2 separate regions of the Mus musculus genome follow, and region 1 is linked to region 2. The links are chromatin contacts, called in public ChIA-PET maps. All regions are on one chromosome and are shown on one strand. Each heading gives the region's core, a stretch centred on a gene start, on an enhancer-like site or on the middle of the called end of the contact. The rest is flanking DNA. Distances are from core to core; before and after follow the strand shown.

The links. ChIA-PET counts read pairs in DNA pulled down with a chosen protein or histone mark.
Region 1: a contact with region 2 is called in an RNA polymerase II ChIA-PET map of effector CD8 T cells, with 12 read pairs. The contact joins two enhancer-like sites. A contact is called at or near these places in 1 of 39 promoter capture datasets (hippocampal neurons), 3 of 115 datasets of contacts at active chromatin or transcription factors (effector CD8 T cells, memory CD8 T cells and pancreatic cancer cells) and 2 of 9 other capture datasets (adipose tissue and liver).

The regions. Positions count from the first base shown.
Region 1 is chr15:36,335,276-36,339,662 of GRCm38.p6, forward strand. The region is part of intron 4 of Gm38600 (a long non-coding RNA gene); the gene reads left to right. Among named protein-coding and RNA genes, the nearest start is that of Gm33826, 6.6 kb to the left of the region's middle. Within about 2 kb of position 1,791, at least 22 of the 459 cell types and tissues checked have an H3K27ac peak or open chromatin away from gene starts, as enhancers often do. A contact at or near this core is called in effector CD8 T cells and memory CD8 T cells, where this site is marked.
Region 2 is chr15:36,213,414-36,217,664 of GRCm38.p6, forward strand. Spag1 (sperm associated antigen 1) reads left to right here. Exons shown (of 20, transcript NM_001359982.1): 14 at 2,754-2,906. Among named protein-coding and RNA genes, the nearest start is that of Gm41293, 4.4 kb to the left of the region's middle. Within about 2 kb of position 1,413, at least 84 of the 459 cell types and tissues checked have an H3K27ac peak or open chromatin away from gene starts, as enhancers often do. A contact at or near this core is called in effector CD8 T cells and memory CD8 T cells, where this site is marked.

The sequences.
Region 1 (4,387 bases), core at 541-3,040, 120 kb after region 2:
GGTGACCTTTACCACCTAGAAATGCAAGCTAGCTGGATAGCACAACTCCAGTGAAGCAATAGGGCATACTTATTACTTCATGGTTCACATGCCCCAGATCCTAATTTCACTTTTTTCAAAACAGCACAAGAATCTCCTCTCTCTCTCTCTCTCTCTCTCTCTCTCTCTCTCTCTCTCTCTCTCTCTCTCTCTCTCTCTCTCAGAGTCTAGTGTAGTTTACAAACGACTGGAATCAATTGGCAGAAGCCTTCCAAACTGTGTACCCAAATAAATGGCTACTCTTCATAAGTTGATCTGTCACAGACATTCATCACAATACCAGAAATGTGATTAGTGTACCTCACACAAATGGTGGGAAACTAACACAAGTAGACTTGTTTATAACACTAGGGGAGGATTGCTACTTTGATCTCAAAGTCAAATGTAGTCTGGCCTAACTGCCAGCCAAGCTACAGACCCAGACAAGAGAACTTCACTCCCCAGTGACAAAAAACATAAAGCAAAGGACTCTCAGCTGGCTGAGGATGGAAGAATGCAATCTAAGGAAAATCCCTGTCAGTTATGAACCCACCTTTAAGTAATTGGCATCTATGCATCTGGGATGTTCACCACTGGATAAGACTGAACTAGCCCAGGCACCATCAAGAAGGGATGCTAGAGGGAGGAGGTGGGAAGAGCTGTTATCAGGAGACAATTTGGTCTTTAGAACATAAATCCTCCCAGTGGGTAGAGATCGTGGGAAGATCTGCAGGAAATGTTGTCAGGGTACCACTTCCCAAGTCCATGTTTCCTGGGGATAATTTAAAAGTTTAAAATTGGAAAAGGAGCCAGACAGGGACATGGTGGCACATGCTGTAATCCCAACACATGGGAGGGAGGTGGAGGCAGAAGGATTAACAGTTCAAGGCCAGCGTTTGCTTCCTAAGACCCTGTCTCAAAGCAAAACAAACAAACAAACAATCAACTAATCCCAAACAAAAAGTCAGACAGAAAATGAGATGACCCAATGTGGGAACGGTGATAGAGCTACTCTAAATTGTACAGTGCCCTGGATTTAACTTTCAACATCAAGATAAACAAACAGACAACAAACAAATAAGAGCAGAGAATAAGCAGATCTGAATCTATATTAGTTTCACTTTGAACAGTCATAGGCCTTATGGGTGAAAAGGAAAAACAGATTTAGTAAAAGACAATGTTAACAGTGTGAGAAAGAGGCACCTGAGCTTCATGTATTACTCAAGAGGAGCTTGGAATGATTCTGTGAGTGTGACATGGAGCTAAGAAGGATAAGAGGTCAGATGTGGGATGAGGAAGAGAGAGGAAACAAAATGCACTCATAGTCCTGGTATCAAGGGAGACGAGATAAAGGCAAAGTAACCCAAAACTTCCTGTGTGACAGGAGTAGATGGAGGCAGAGTAGTGAGTGGAGAGACCCCAACAGGTCGAACTCCCCCTGAGAGACAGAGTCTACGGACATGGCTGGACATGGGGTTACAGCCCATCTTAACTAGAAAAAGGAATGTTTGATGTGGATCTAGAAAGACATGGAGAGCTGACAGTCAGGTGTAGGGATTAGCAGCATTTCAAGAGGAGAGTCCATCTAAGACAAGCATGGAGGGCTTGGTGAGAGAGCTGAGACAGGAGAGTGGAGGGAAATCTCAGATTCTCCACACTAGAGGATTTAATCTGTTTTCATCACTGGACTGAGACATCTGAGACTAGGTAACTTCATGAGGAAAGTAGGTTTGCTTTGGCAGATGAAAACCAGCATCTGTTGTGGCATTCTCCACCCCCCCCACTTCCTCTCCCTCGCCCCCTCCCTCTCCTCCCCGCCCCCCATGAAACTGGCTCTCATGAAGCTTTCCTGTGCCTTGAATTCACTATAGTCCAGAATAGCATGAGTCTCTTCCTTCAGTCTCCTGAGTGCTGGATTGGAGGGGGTGCACCATACCTAGCTTTTAGCCTTCTAGTTAGCATAGTCCTCAGCTGGCGAAGAACTCTACACACTAAGCGGTAGGAAACATATGCACGGCTCTTTTGGTCTCCTTTTTAAAAGATGTTCTATCATGGAGTCCCCAGTCTGCACTTATATATTTTGGAGCATGTGGCATGACGTGTGTGTGGAGGTCAAAGGACAGCTGGCAGGAGTCAGTTCCTTCTTTTCACCTGTGGTCCTGGAGATCATGATCCGGTTATCAGAGCTAAGTCATCCCTCCAGCTCACGTCTGTGCCTTTTTTATACCTTACAGTGTGAATTATCTTAATACAAGAGCTCTGCTAGAGCAGACTCAAAGCAGCACCAGGGTACAGAGGTTTGCTTTGGCTTGCAGAAGAGGAGAAGGACTCTCACGGCGTGCAGGGTGGAGAAGATGGATGAGAGAGAACTTAGGCAGTATCGTAACTGGGCATATGAAAGCAAATGGAACAGAAGTGTGTTCTACTGCTGTGGATTGGTTTTTACATCAAGTAGGAGAAAGCTTCCAGACTTAAGCAAACAGAATTATTTCTGTCTCCTGTGAAGGTTCAGTTAGGAAGTCTGGAGCCAGCTACTTGTTCTACAGAATCCTCAAGGCCCAAGAGCTCTGGGCTCTGCCTGGGCAGTCAATGTCTGTACCAGAAAGCAAGATGGGGGAGCAAGAAAGAAATGAGAGGGCAGAGAATTGAACCAGGGTTCACAGCATACTCATCTCAGAGCTTAACAAAATGGCCACATCCGGCAAGGGCACCTGGGAAATGAAGCACCTTGTATCTATATTCCCAGCCATGGATGCTGTCACTGACTGGGAAAGGAAGACCAGTAAGGAATTCCATCATCAAATCTAAAGAGGAAGGATAAGAGTCTGTAATCATAGTGGCAGCTAATTATTCTCTGGACCTTCGTAAAAAAGAATTTTCAAATCGAGTTTTCCATCCTAGAATCTTGTTTCTAAGCTAATTACCCTTGAAGCAAAATCACCTTACAGACAAGTGCTTCGCATCAAGTAGCCAAGGCTACCCATGCTGCTAAGAGGGTTGGTGTGCCCAGGTCTTCATGACCCTACCTTGGTAACCCTTCCTCTGAGCTTCTCTTAAATGGAGAATAAATTCCATTACCATATGTTGTTCAATACAGAGATCCCCAGCCCAGAGAGCAATTTCCAGCCTTTATTATTCTTGTTTTTTTTTTGATGAAGCAGCTAAGGTCCCTGGCTCCTCTACATTAGAGACGTCCCAGTGGTCTCCCTCCATGGGGTACCCTGCCCACCACAGCCTGAAGCACCTTCCTAAGCCTCTGCTGAGACAACAGTTACTGTGCTCCACCGGTGGCTAACGTGTCCTGTGTGTGCTCCTTTCATTTGTTAGGTTGTTTGTTTGGGGTCCTGGGGACAGAATGTGGGGCTTTCTGTGTTGTAGGCAGGACCCTACCACTAAGCTATACCTCCAGTTCTTCCTTAAAACAACTCCTCGTTCTGGCCTCAAACTCTCATCCCCGGAGCTGCTGTCATTGATTTCTGGCTTGTGGGAGGCAAATATGAAGGGTATTCTGTACCTTCCCTCTCCCTTTCTGGCCTCTGTCTTCTGTTTCTATCTCTGTGGTTGGTCCATTCACCTAAGTGATATGACAGAGCTTTGTATTTAAACAGAAGCCAGTTTCCAGCTGGAATGTTAAGAACACCAGAGAGTACCACAACTGCAGTCTTACTGATAAGGATAAACATATGCTCACTACTACCACATGGATAAAGTAAGGGTGGACAACCAATAAGGGTTTGGAGGAGGGGTTAGAGAGATGGCTCAGCAGTTAAGAACACTGGCTACTATTTCTGAGGTCCTGAGTTCAATTTCCAGCACCCACACAGTGGCTCACAGCCATCGTAATGGAATCCGATTCCCTTCTCTGGTATACATGAAAACAGAGCAATCCTGTGCATAAATAAATCTTTAAAAAGGGGGACAGGGGTTAGAAGTGCAAGCAAACCATTGTCTCTTCGCTGTACTGGGGTATCTCACTTATATCAACTGCTTTTTAGGCTTTATTTATTTACTTAATTTATTTATCTTTCGTTTGTTGTGTTTTGAGACAAGGTCTCCCTCTATAGCCCTGACCTGCCTGGTCTCACTCTGTAGAGATCTGCCTGCCTATGCTTCCTGTGTGCTGGAATTAAAGACATGTGGCACTATGTCTACCTAAATATTTTTAATTTAATTTTTTTGGGTGTGTGTACAAGTGTTTTGCCTGCACATATGTGTGTGCACAACAGGAGTACATGGTACCTTGGAGTAATGAAGATGTTTGATTCCCTGGAACTAGAGTTATAAATGATTGTAAGCCACCATGTGGATCGTAGAAACTAAATATGGGTCCTCTGCAAGGACTCCTAACCATTGATCCATCTTTATAATG
Region 2 (4,251 bases), core at 163-2,662:
TCTGAGGAGTTCCATAGCTCTTTTTAACAGATAATTGGGATTATAAATCAAACTTTGGAAGGGAAGCCAGGAGTCATGTCTCACACTTGTAATCCCAGCAATTTGGAGATGGAGGCAGTGGGATTAGGAGCTGAAGGTTATCCTAAGCTTCAGAGTTTGAGGCCAGCATGGGCTCCATTAAATTCTGACTCAGAAAAACCAAACCAGACATTTTAAACTAGGGAAACCTTTTTACCTGTGAAGATATTGTTTATAGTATTTAATTTTTTAAGGAACTTAAACCATGTGTGTGTATGTGTGTGCCACATGTTTGTGCATGAGTATGCATGTGTGTGTCACATGTGTGTGCATGTGTAGCACATGTGAATGCCTGAAGATCTGGGGTTATGGGTGGTTGTGAGTTGCCTTCCGTGGGTGCTGGAATCAGGCCCAGGTCCTAACAGCTAAGCCATCTCTCCAGTCCAAGATCTGAAAACAATGTGTTTGTGTATGTGTGTGTCTGTGTATGGATGTCTAGTACCTAAGGAGGCCAGAAGAAGGTATCAGACCCCCTGGAGCTGGGGTAACAGGCGGTTGTGAAGCCTTCCTATGTGGGTGCTAAGAACTCTGGTCCTCTACAAGAACAGCAGTGGGTTTAGCCGCTGACTGACTCTCCAGTCTGAAGATAAACTTTTTTGTATCTCTGGAGAGGCAGTGTTTTCCAGAGGTTGTTTGCGCAATCACTCTTGGGAAGTTTGGGGGTATGCATGAGGCTCTGGGCCCCTCGTTCCTCAGCTTCTCCACATTTTAGTTTGCAGGCTCCATGTGAGATAAAGAAGCTATCATGCCTAAGCAAAACTGGGAGAAACAATGTTTTAAAAAGTGGAGATTTTTGCATAATTGTTTATCAGCCAAAAGAAAACAAACAAATAACAACAAGAAACACCCCAAACCACATCATACTTCTGTTGTCAGAAGAACTCTTGAAGTTGTTGGAAACATGGGCGCTCACAAGTGCACGCACACACACGTACGGACACACACACACACACACGTACGGACACACACGTACGGACACACACACGTACGGACACACACACACACACACACACACGTACGGACACACACACACACACACACGTACGGACACACACACACACACACACACGTACGGACACACACGTACGGACACACACACACACACGTACGGACACACACGTACGGACACACACACACACACACACACACACACACACACACACACACGTACGGACACACACACGCGTACGGACACACACACGTACGGACACACACACACACACACACACACACACACACACACGTACGGACAGCTTCCTATTTAGAGTATCTAGAGAGGCTAAAGTTGCCTAGTCATTCTCCGCCTCTGTGTGTTTTTGCCAACTTCTGACAGACTTGCCCACAGGAAACGCCTGAGGGTCACAGCCGGCTTCCTGGTGAGCTCTTTGATGCCCAACACCTGTCTGTGGTTGTGGTTGGAGACTGTTTTCTTCAATGGCATTTCCATTCGCAGGCTCACACTCATTTTCAAGATGTAGTCAAAGAATGAAAACCCTAACCCTTCATTTCCTATGTTAGGAAGTACTAAGAGTTTTGTGTCCCATTTTGTCAATTTAGATTCCAAGCTTGGGCCATCTTGATTGGCCCTGTGGTATCTTGAGCAATGAAAGCAGCCTGGGATGGAGGTGATGCAGGTGTGGCGGGGAACACCTCCACACTCTCTGGCCTCGCAGATAAAATTTATATGTAGTGATACTGAAAGTGCAAGATGAAAACTCATGACTCATAAACAGTTGTATGCTTAGTCCCAGGTTCTCTTCTGGTTTGTTGCTGATACCCTTTTTATAATCAATAGAAATGAACCATAGATAGTGTTAGAAAGTTGATAAAAAAAACCATGCAAGTTCTTGTGGTTTAGTAGTAAGGCACCTTGTTAAATATATGGATACGATTAAGAATGTGTGTGTATGTGTGTGGGCTGGAGAGATGGCTCAGTGGATAAGAGCACTGACTGCTCTTCCAAAGGTCCTGAGTTCAAATCCCAGCAACCACGTGATGGCTCACAACCACCCACAATGAGATCTGATGCCCTCTTTTGGTGTGTCTAAAGACAGCTACAGTGTACTTACATATAACAATAAATAAATCTTTAAAAAAAAAAAGAATGTGTGTGTGTTATGTGTGTGTCTGTGTCTCTGTGCGTGTGTTGTGTATGTGTGTGTTGCGTGTGTGTCTGTGTCTCTGTGTGTGTTATGTGTGTGTGTCTGTGTGTGTAGGCCAGCGCTCAGCATCTTCCACAGCCACTCCCCATTTTATTGTTTAAGACTAAGACATTCACTGACCTCGGAACTGCCAGCTTAAGGACCCCCTCAGACTGGCCAGTGAGCCCCAGCAAATCTGTCTCCACCTCTTAAGCTCGGCATAGCAGGCAGATATGTGTGCTTGCTTTTATGTGGTGCAGGGAGCCTCAGGTCCATTTCCTTAGCTGTGAGACTTTTATTTCTAAACTCACACCTCATTGTGGCCCGAAGACAGTAGAATGCTTTCTAGTCGGTGGGTTCAAGGACAATATGATAGCTGTTTAACTTTGGGTTTGTCTTTCTGATAGATTGCCAGGACCCCAGGGTGAAATATCAGGTGTGATGCATAGGGGTCCAGCACTGCAGTCTGCATTGCTAAATACAAATTAACGGATCCTTCTCAGGTAAATGACGCGTACTGTCTTGTCCTCTTAGGGCTCTGGAACTTCATCCGTTCTCAGTGAAGCCTCTTCTGCGGCGAGCAATGGCCTATGAGACCTTAGAGCAATACAGGAACGCATATGTGGACTATAAAACAGTGCTGCAGATAGATTGTGGGATCCAGCTGGCGAGCGACAGTGCTAACAGGTAAGCTAGTCTGAGGTCACCCTCTGGGGGCCTCTGTTATAGAAGGATCACGCTACCTACCCCGTGTCCTGGGTGAAAACTCATTTTATGTCAACACCCACTCTTGCCAGCTTGATTTCTAATGATTCCCTCGTATTTCTTAGCTTTATCCTCTCACATCTGTATATTTATTTCTGTGAAGTTACTTCATCTTGACAACATGTGTACAGCTTCCATGTGCTTCTTCAGTCTGGGTGTTAGAAGGTGTTTTTGTGGATGTCTAAGTCACACACCAGGGCAGACTCTAAGTAGGTGCTGTGAGCAGATGGCTGTACACATCCCACAGGGCTCATGGGTTCTTGTGGGTAGCACATGTGTCACCATGCATGCTTCTTGCACCTGCTCATGTGTCCTTGTAAGCAGACGCCCAGAAGGAGGAAGAGATGGGGAGGAGGAGGAAGAGGAGGAGGAACAAAAGGAGGAGGAGGAAGAGGAAGAAGAGGAGGAGGAAGAGGAGGAACAACAAAAGGAGGAGGAGGAAGAGGAAGAAGAGGAGGAATAAGAGGAGGAGGAACAAAAGGAGGAGGAGGGATAAAATAACTGAGAGTTTGATCTAATTAAAATTCTGACCGACTCATCTCCTGAGGGAGAATGAGACAGCAAGTGCCTTCCGACCTGACGCGGGCTGGAAGCGAACATAGTGCATGGCCCTGGGCTCAACCCTAACAACACACACGTCATAATACTCAGCATAAACTAAAGCTATGCATCAGATAACTCTTTGTAGTTACACATAGTATTTTCTAATTCCATTTTCCCAAATGGCCGCTTCTCAGAATTCCTGGGCTGTCCTGGACCCTGTGTGCTGGTCTTAGTGTGCTGTGCACACATCTGCAAAAGGCAAAAGGCAGGTCTCAGTGGCGTGGTCTCTGCCTCTCAGCAAGCTAGAATATAGTTAGGGGACAGCGTAAGATTGAAGACCCCAGGTAGGACCGAGTGATGAACAGTGAGATGGATGGATTGTAGCTGGCTCTGGCCACATAGCCATGGCTACTGCAGAGGAACCACTAGAAGTATCTCTGACGAGTGCTGAGAGAGTGCCAGAAGGATGTGAGCACAGCTGGACAGTGAGAACGGCCTGGCTCACAGTCATTCATGCTGTCACAGTCATTCGTGCTGGCATTCCCTGGGGCCCCAGCCTGCTTTGCCCAGAGCTTTCCCTTGGCAGTCACTCAGCTCTTTGGAAGAAAGGTACATACAGAGTCCCAGCATCCAAACCCGTAAAGATTCAGAATTGGAAACTTTCTGAATGCCTTCCTGAGTTTTAGGTTTAGAACTGAGTCCTGGACCTCAGCAGTTAAGAGCA